Linked DNA regions of Danio rerio: region 1 is linked to region 2. The links are chromatin contacts, called in public Micro-C maps. All regions are on one chromosome and are shown on one strand. The core of a region is the stretch at or near the end of the contact, and the rest is flanking DNA. Distances in the headings are between cores, read along the strand shown.

Region 1 (5,052 bases), core at 2,273-4,772, 340 kb after region 2:
ATGTGAAAGCAGCGACTAACCCAATCTCAGAGAGAAAAACAGCATTTTTTGAAATGTGCAAAAGCTAAATAAAAAAAGAAAACAATCTGGGTCAAATATGAACTGTACTACATTTCAAATTCGAAGAATCTGGGTCTAGCCAATGAGCATGTTGGATTCACTATGAGGGGTGGAGCCACAAAGGCAGTGGAGAGGGAAAAGTGTGTCAGTTATACAACTTTTTATCTTCACTAAGGGAAAAAGAGTGAAAGAGAAGGGCAGAGGAGAGGACGTCTCCTCGCCACTGAGCACAGGAACTTGAGGGCACGCATCCAAGAGACAAAGAGGAAAACCTGAAATATGAGCAGTCAAGCCATTAACAGGGCACTGGAATTCTGGAGCTTTCCACAGCCACCGACAAATGTGGGTTAAACAGCTGCAAACTTCTACTTACTTAATGATAAAAGCATGCAGGCACATTAAACCGCCAAAACAATCAGACAATGATTACCATCAATATTCAGAATACAAAACAAAACTAATAAGTGATAGAACATTGGCAGCCAATCAGAATCAACTGAAATATGAAGAGTTTGTGGAATTTAAAACTACGTCATTCTGGAGATGCTCTGCTTTATGTTAAGCGCTTTTTGCAAAACTTAAGTGGTTATACCATGGGGAAAATTATAAAAATACATAGAAGTTTAGTCAATTGAGAACCAGTTCTCATTTACAATGATGACCTGACCGAGAGGAAACATAAAAATGAGATATGAAGCAGCAGAGACACAACACCATAATAATCTCACAGATGCAGATAATAACAACCAGGGACAAACTAAAAACAAGCACAGTTATCTTGTACTATTAACAGGATTGAATTTCTAAAGGATGATAGTGGAACATAAGTGTTGAGCTTTAAGATCTGCAGCAGATGATTCCAAGCATCAGCAACAGAAAACTGAAAAGAGTAGCGAGCAAATGAACTGCGAACTATGGGTATACAAAGGTTAATAGAACTACTAGAAGTTGACATGTTTTCTGAATGTTAAGAAAGCAAGTACATCATTGAAGTATTAAAAATAAAATTACCTCAGATGTCCAGTGCTAGTTTCAGCTTTTTTTGTGTTGCCTCATCAGAAAATGTTGTGGAAAATAGTTGGTTTAATTTGGCTACACTGATTTTGATTCGCTCAAATTCGCTTGAAATAAAGATTGACTGATCAGATGCACTGGTAGCACACTGAGCTCATCTGCTGCTTGCAAGGGGGTAATGGCTAATAAACATCATGAACTAAAATACACAGATTTTTATCATTTATCAGTGTAGATTGACGCAAACATATTTGTCATAATACTTAAGAATTAATCATGCTTGGAGTGATCGGGTCTTTAGAGTACAAATTGTTGTGTAATGGACTTTCCACAGCAATAATGAACAAAAATCTGAAAAGTGTTTCTTTAGGAAGTTTTTTGGAAAGACAATCTCAAAACATTCACCCTTCATGCACATCTAAAAAAAACAAAAAAAAAAACGCTGCAATATAGATGCCAGGCTAGTCACTTTGTAAAGAGAAACTAAACACCTACACATACAGTCCAGTAGTCTTCACATTGTTGTTTTGATTGTCAAACAAAAAAAATAAAATATGTTCATCATTTATCTGTGCTCACCATACTTTCAAAGCAAAATCAACTATTTTAAAGGAGCTGTATATAAGGTTTTGACTCTTCTAACGCATAAAACCACCATAATAGGTTAGCAGATATTTCAGAATCATGCTAAGTGAACATTTTTGTTTATAGGAAAAACAATGCTAAAGTCCGATATTCTGCTTTGAAAATGGGCGTTCTGTGCTGAAACGCTGTCTTTGTTTTGGTTCTTTTAAACCGCCCAATGCCAGTTTAGCCAACTATATAACAGCACCACGGGTTGCCTTGTTGGAAAACCGCATATTTAGTTAATTTATTCATGCATTCAGTCAATCAGAAAGGCTTTCAAAGCATGCGAAATGCGGCCTCCAGTGGACAGTAGCAGACTGCGAAATAAGATGCAGATTCAGAGTTCCACATGAGGTTATTATTTAGCAAATAATATAAATATTACCAGCGTAAAGATTAGGTGAGCAGGTTACATTTTAACCATGTGTCCTAAAAACACGCTGCATGACGAGATACGCAGTAATAAGCAATTTGGCCGAAAACAAAAATTTAAACACTGCCATTCAGAAGAACAGAATTTGCACTCACTCATGAAATGGAAAGGTTTATAATGTAATTAATACATATTACACCTCTTTAACATTATTAAATGCAGATGCTGAAATCACTGATGTGTGTTTAGTTCTAAAGTTCAATTTCAGAGGGTTTATGTTATTTTCAAGATCTAAGGTGAACGATCTGCTGCTGCTTTCAGCAGTATGGCAATAAATGTCATGTAAAATGGCATTAAAAACGCACATAATTAGCATTTAGCACTAAATAAAGCACATGCGGTGTCCCTAAGGTGATCATTGTCAGTTTTCTGTTGTTTAGCTGCAAGAAATACAAGCCACATTCCTTGACTGCACATATTTTGCACCTAAAAGTCAAACTGTCTTTCTTTGATAGGATTTTTTTATAATGAGGATTGTGCCTAAGCAGCTTAACATAAATGAAGAATAGAGAATAAAAAGCCATAATATTTCAGAATTGTGGAATCATTCCAACATATCGGGCAGGCAGCATAGTTGTGGTAAAAACCTGGTTAAACATAACACAAATGTCACTTCTGAAGTTTAATTCAGTTCAATTTAATGCAAATGTCACCGTTCAAGGATGAGCAGCTCCATCAGCCACAACCAATCAAAAAAGAGGTGAATTTATTGGAATTTTATAAATCTGACCACAGCTTCAAAAATAAGTCTATCCCTTTATAAACCAAATTACATTGGGGGGAAAACAAATCCCCCAAATGACTAAATTTCAGTGGAACAGTTGCCAAGTTAAATGTTATAGTTTCAATTTCTATAGAAGTACAGTGTGCCATCACATTTCTAGAGAAATCAAAACAAAGCCTTATTATGACGAAAAAAGATTTTTCACCATTTGACCTTTAAAAAAAACACATCTGTTTAGTAACAGCTCAGATGTTTAACCACCAAGCCGCAGCACCGTCTGCACTTTTCAGACTATAATACACCCATTATCAGGCAGGCGGTTGTCTTTTTAGATCTATCCATCTACAGAAGAAATTTGTTCCCAAGAAGCACGGCTTTGGAAAAGTCCACACGATGCTGGCCAAGTCATAAGAGCTCAGTTCTTCATTTCGAAAGGAATGTCAAACTGAGTGCCAGGAGGAGGAAGTGAATCTGGGTCACGTTATGAAATCACACTAACACAACTGTTTTCAATTTCCCCCATATCCAGTCCTGTAACTCCACCATTGGGAAGTAGCACAGGAGAGGAAAATGGAGGTCCTGCCTGATGGCACACTTAATCTATCAGTGGTGTCGAGAGGAAGGCCAAAGACGTGGGCGTTCTCTTGCTCCCAATCTCCCGCCCTGCTGAGAGCTGCTGCACAAGTGTGAGGCGGAATAATCAGCAGCAGATGTGAGGCAGAATAAAACTGCATAGGCTTTGCAGAACAAGAGCGCCACCGAGAGGACAGCAGGTGTATGACAGAAAACAAAAATACCAGATCACAGGGCAATGTCTTCTAAAGACACTACCATGAAAGTGAAAATTCACAACTTTTATTTTTAATGTAATAGTTATTATGAAAAGCATTTATTATTTTGAATGATTTATCCATGCATTTGTTTTTTTTTATTTAAAATCACATTCTCTCAATCTATTTAAAATCATTTCCTCTGGCAACTGCAATGAAAGTTAAATAAAAATTAAGTGATGATGACGACAACTATAATAAAAATATACTAACATTTTTATTGACTAATAAAATTGAGACAAGAATGTGATTGAGGGATGTGTTTTGGTAAATTTCCAATCAAAATTTAAGTTTTGGTCTTTAATGGAAAAGCTATATTCTATATTTTAAAGTTACACTTAAATTAAACCAAATATAGTTTAGTCAACTAAATCTAAAGTAGATAAAATTTAGTCAACTTAAACTAAACTAAAACTATGGTTTGAATCAGAAGACTACAATTAAAATAGAATTTTAGTCAAAAGACTAAGACTTAAACTAAATCAAATTTTGCTGTTAAAATTAACACTGATTACAATATTGCCATGGGTAATTTACAAATAATAATAATAATAAAAAATAAAAAATAAACTTTCATATTAACCCTTTGAGGTCCTGAAAATATATTTTTTGGCCCACATCTTGGATTGAATAATACTGACACAACTCTGATAATATTAATAAGTAGAAGTAGTAGTAGTACTAATTTAAATAATAATGATAACCTATGGATAAAAGGTCAACTAGGTGGTTATGATTCCTGTTAAAGGGTTAACTAATGCATTTTTTGTTAACAATTTAAAATGACCTTATTATAACGAAATATAAACAATCCCTCTTATAACACAATGGAGCTAAACACACCAGTAAGTCTGTACCAGTCTTTGCCCTGATTTCCTCACTGATGTCTTCTGCAAAAAATCTGATTCATTCACAACATTTAATTAAAACATTTAATTTGAGTTTGCTTTTTTTGTAGGTTCACAATAAAACAAACAAGCGAATGGTTACGTTAATTATTATTGCATGAAAGGGATTCTGTCCAACCCATGGCCATAATTCTCCCTTGCTTCTCAGATGGAAAGATGGGCCAAAGCAAAGGTTACCATGGGTCAACTCTGGCCTGAAGGCCCTAGTTTAGGCATCTCTGGTTTTAGCTTCAAACACAGTAAGGTTTGCTTCAACAACTCAAACCTAAGCGGTCTGCATCACAAGTAAAACGCTGTTCAAAGTGTGTACTGACTTTTTGGAGATAAACAGGCAAGTATGTTCGATTACAAACGCTAGATGAAGTTAAGGCCTTTTGTCAAATTTACTTGGTCGTTATGCAAAGTTATTTCCAAAATACATTCCTGTACATGGCAATATTATGCACCTGTAAATTT
Region 2 (4,530 bases), core at 1,100-3,599:
GAGAGGTGTTCAGAGAACACAGACCTGTGAACTTTGGTTCCGACCACAGTTGTTCCCAAGAGTTTGATTATTGCGGTTGCCGGATTTTCAATTATTAAAAATCGCGACGACGCGGGGCCCCCTGATCACGTGGGCCCCCCCTGCGGTGCGTGCCCTGCGGGCCCGTCCGCTACGCCACTGCAGACTGGCTACTTCCAGCACTACATGCCGAATTATCTCAGACTGGTTTCTTGAACTTGACAATGAGTCCACTGTACTCAAATGGCCTCCACAGTCACCAGATTTCAATCCAATAGAGCACCTTTGGCATGTGGTGTGACGGAAGATTCACAACATGGATGTGCAGCTGACAAATCTGCAGCAACTGCGTGATGTTGTCATGTCAATATGGACCAAAATAACAGGAATATTTCCAGTACCTTGTTGAATCTATGCCATGGATTAAGGCAGTTCTGTAAGGTGTACCTAATAAAGTGGCTGGTGAGTGTATTAGTTAATGAACAATATTCTTTTCAAAAATTAAGTTCGATTTGGGACAAAGGCTAAATATTTATATATTTTACAAAGGTTTATTCAATTCATGTTTATGTAGCGCTTATACAATCTAGATTGTGTCAAAGCAGCTTTAAAATAGAAGCTCTAGTAAATTGTAACCGTCCGTCCAGTTTATACACACATTTGTAATTTCAACATTTTATAAATAATTTTGACATCTAAAAGGTGCTATTTAGCCATAAAATGAACAGAACAGTGCAGCTTTTTTTGTTACAATTTTTAAGTAAATTGCTGAAAATTGGATGTCAAAGCATTTATATAAAGCTTTATCTTCTTACTAAAACTCTTTAACCAAACTTGAGCCATTTATCCATCTCCCACATATCCCAAACAGTCACAAATGTTACGAGGGTGAAATACACTGAATTGTACCTCCACGAATTCCTCTAACAACTCCATTTGGGGTGAAGTCTCTTGTTCCGAGCCAAGCTGGCAGTTGCCCGAGCTTCACGTCCATAAGCTTCTTCTCGGCCAGGGAAACTAACCAACAAAACACAATTAAGTTTTTAACAAAGAAGGGTAAAAAAGCTAATAAATTATGGGTATTCAATTGTTTTATCTCAGTCAGATAGTTTCCTTGTGAATCTAAATTAGGTTAATACTAACTTTTAAAAATAATCTATATTGCTATGGGGTGTCACAGTGGCGCAGTAGTTGGCACTGTCGCTCCACAGCAAGAAGGTCGCTGATTCAAGCCCCGGCTGAATCAGTTAGCATTTCTGTGATGTGAAGTTTGCATGTTCTCCCAGTGTTCACGTGGGTTTCCTCCAGGTGTTCCCCGACAAGTCCAGACATGTGGTATAGGTGAATTAAAGAAACTAAATTGTCAGTAGTGTATGTGCATGAAAGAGTGTGTATGGTTGTTTCCCAATGATGGGTTTTGGCTGGAAGTGCACCCGCTGTGTAAAACATATGCCGGATAACTTGGCGGTTCATTCCGCTGTGATGACCTCTAATTAATAAAGGGACTAAGCCGAAAAGAAAATAAATGAATGAATGTATTGCTATTAGACTAAAAAAAAGTCACATTGACGCTATGGCTTAGAGAAAAAATAATTTGTTTGCAAAATATCCAAACAACTTTAAGTTACATAAAAAAGTATGTTTGTTTGCCCTGACGATATTATTTTGTAAATTAATGGTGTAAATATATGGACCATAATGCTATTTTTTTTATTAATCGACAATTCGACCACAAATACAATTTTAAAATAGCTAATCATTAAACAGTTATTAAACGTAGTCGTTTGCACAAGTCAATGACAAATTAAATGTACAAAGCCAAACACTGTCGCTTTAAAACTCTCAGTTGCTGAATGAAAGGAGTCACGCATTATCGTTAGCAGCATAATAATTCTGCTTCATCTCATTAACTACACAGCACGCTTAACTAATCAACATCTTACACACACTAAAAGAAAGCATGAACATTGTATTCAGTCATTAATGTAATCTGACAGTCAATGTTACTGAAAGTCCTTGACATGACTCGCGTCTGTCTGCATCGAGGCCTTTAGCGCCATTACACACAAACGACACACTGAAGATTCACTGCAAACAGGTCTCACGGCGCAGAGAACAATAAAAACGCAGAGTTTACTAAAGCATCGCATCAAACAGTGGAATACAATAAGCTATGTACATCTCATCGAGCCATACCTGCTTTATCCGCCATCTTGCTCTGAACTTCAAGATGAGAGCTGCAGCAGGGAATGCTGGGAGTAAAATGAAGTGACGTCGACGGACAAGCTGTGAGGCGGAGTTTAGAGAGCGTGTGAGTGGGTGAGGGAGTGACTGCTCAGTGGAGGAAGTGGATGAAAATATTTTCATAATGTTATGGAATAACACACCATTTTCCTGAAAATAAATGATGTCAATATATAGGAAAAGTACTCCCGCAGAAATGCCAACTGACCAAGCCGGGACTTGAACCAACGACCTTCTTGCTGTGAGGCGACAGTGCTAAATTAACCACAATGTTTTCTGCAATTTTTAAGTGCAAGTATGTTGTATGAGAAATCTAAGCACGCATTCAGTGTTTACCAATTCTTAATTATTATTTTTATTCTTATTCTTATTTAACAGGGACATATACATCAAAAAGCAACCCAAATGCAAGTAAACAAATTAGGCAAGGGCTTTTCTCATTGTGCTTGTAAGGAAAAGCTATGGTTATCCTCATTTTAAGCACCATGTTTAACATTTGGTAAAAGTCTATCACTGCCAAGGGCATAGATTTGCCATGGACCGAGGGGATGTCCCCCCACCAATATCCAGCAATTACTGAAATGTCCCCACCGATAATTTAATCACCTTCAAAATAAAATAATGCTCAATCAACCCTAACCTAGACATGCAGAAAGGGTTCAATCAAAACACATAAGGACAGTGATTGGCTGGGCCTATTATGGGAAAAGCTAAAACAAGGAATTTTCTCAGTCATGCTTATCTGTGCAAAACATAGACAAAAGTAGCAACTTTTCAATGAGTCAAGTTTTTAAAGTCAAGTTCAATTATGAAAAATAATATTCGGGATCAAACGGTTAAATTGCATCACATGCCTCTTTAAATTTCTCTACATTCATACATTCTCAAAGCCATTAAATAATTTGGCTTTGAATAAATTGAATAAACTAAATTTATTATCCATAGTGAATGAATGTGTATGGGTTGTATCGCAGCATCCGCTGTGTAAAACATAATCTGGATAAGTTGGCGGTTCATTGATAATGAATCCCAGATACCAAATTACATCTGGCCCAGATATGGCCCACATCTCCCCATATTCTGGCCCTCATTCCGCGTGGAATGACGGCGATAATTCACTGATGAATAAAAGGACTAAGACGAAGGAAAATGAATGAATTATTTTTAGTTAACTAAGATCACAAATTAAGGTGAAATTAAAACTGAAAAAAAGATTACTAGTTTTTTATTAAAATTTAATGTCTTATTCAAATGTACATTAAAGTTACACACTCATAGACAGGGACATTTGGGCAAAATGTTCGTAGGCCTTGCATTTACACACAGTTACCACTGGAGGGAGATATTTACCGCATACACAAACTTGTTGACAATACAGCCATGTGGTAAACGAATCTAAACATTTCGTGCATCTTTCTTGTGCTAAAGCATGTGCTTTATAGTAAGTAAAAGAAATACTGGTAGGTTTATAATAGTTCGATCTCATGCATGTACCATCAGATGTCTGTGCAGAATCAGATCTGATTGTTTTTTTATTTTATCCACAAAAATATGACTATTTTTGTAGTGGTAGTTGTGAGGTTTATGGCTAAGCAAATTCTTTGCACCTTTTTTATTAAAATAATTGTTGCAAAAGACATGTTTATAAGCAAGTACTCTTCATCAGTCATCAATCATTCATTCAGCATCTGGACTGCATTTGGGTTGAGTTGCATTTAAGATTTTATTAATATAAACTTTTCAAAGTCACAGAGTACTACAGGTAACATAAAATTGCATCACTATTTACAGGCTCTCTCCTTAATTGAAAGCCTAGAGTAAACCTCAATCCAAGTCTTTCTTATTGCCATTTGCATTTACGTGCACATAGATCTTCTTTCATGGCAAAAGACCAAAAGCTCTCATGCCAGCTGAAAGCCTTTGAGTGGAGAGATATCTTAGACAACATTTATTGTATGTATGCCAGTATCCTTTAAATATGTCTGTTTATAGTTGGGGAAATCTCTCTTAAGACAGTATTAATGCTAGGTATTTTGTACTATTAAAAATGTGCGATGATTGTCTTTATCTCACCATGGCTTTGCACCAGTGTTCAATAATAACAGTGGGTAAATGAGATCTCATTAGAATGGATGAGAGACACGCAGCTGCATGATTCACTATGGTGGATGCAGTTAGACAGGAGGTCAAAGGCATAAGTGCCATTCATTACGCCGCTCCGCCATAAAAACAAATCCCAGGCAGAATGATAATTTTCAGATTTTAATT

What was found. Hi-C and Micro-C count contacts between places; a contact is called where the count stands out from the background.
Region 1: a Micro-C map of caudal fin shows a contact between it and region 2, with 4 times the contacts expected there. The contact joins the enhancer-like site here to the promoter of atp5mf in region 2. A contact is called at or near these places in 2 of 18 Hi-C or Micro-C datasets (caudal fin and embryo).

What each region holds. Positions count from the first base shown.
Region 1 is chr3:39,589,284-39,594,335 of GRCz12tu, forward strand. All of the region lies in intron 13 of rnf216 (ring finger protein 216), which reads right to left. Among named protein-coding and RNA genes, the nearest start is that of rnf216, 28 kb to the right of the region's middle. Within about 2 kb of position 3,523, at least 45 of the 62 cell types and tissues checked have an H3K27ac peak or open chromatin away from gene starts, as enhancers often do. A contact at or near this core is called in caudal fin, where this site is marked.
Region 2 is chr3:39,246,831-39,251,360 of GRCz12tu, forward strand. atp5mf (ATP synthase membrane subunit f) reads right to left here and starts at 2,350. Exons shown (of 4, transcript NM_001303129.1): 1 at 2,215-2,350; 2 at 928-1,035. The coding sequence starts at 2,230.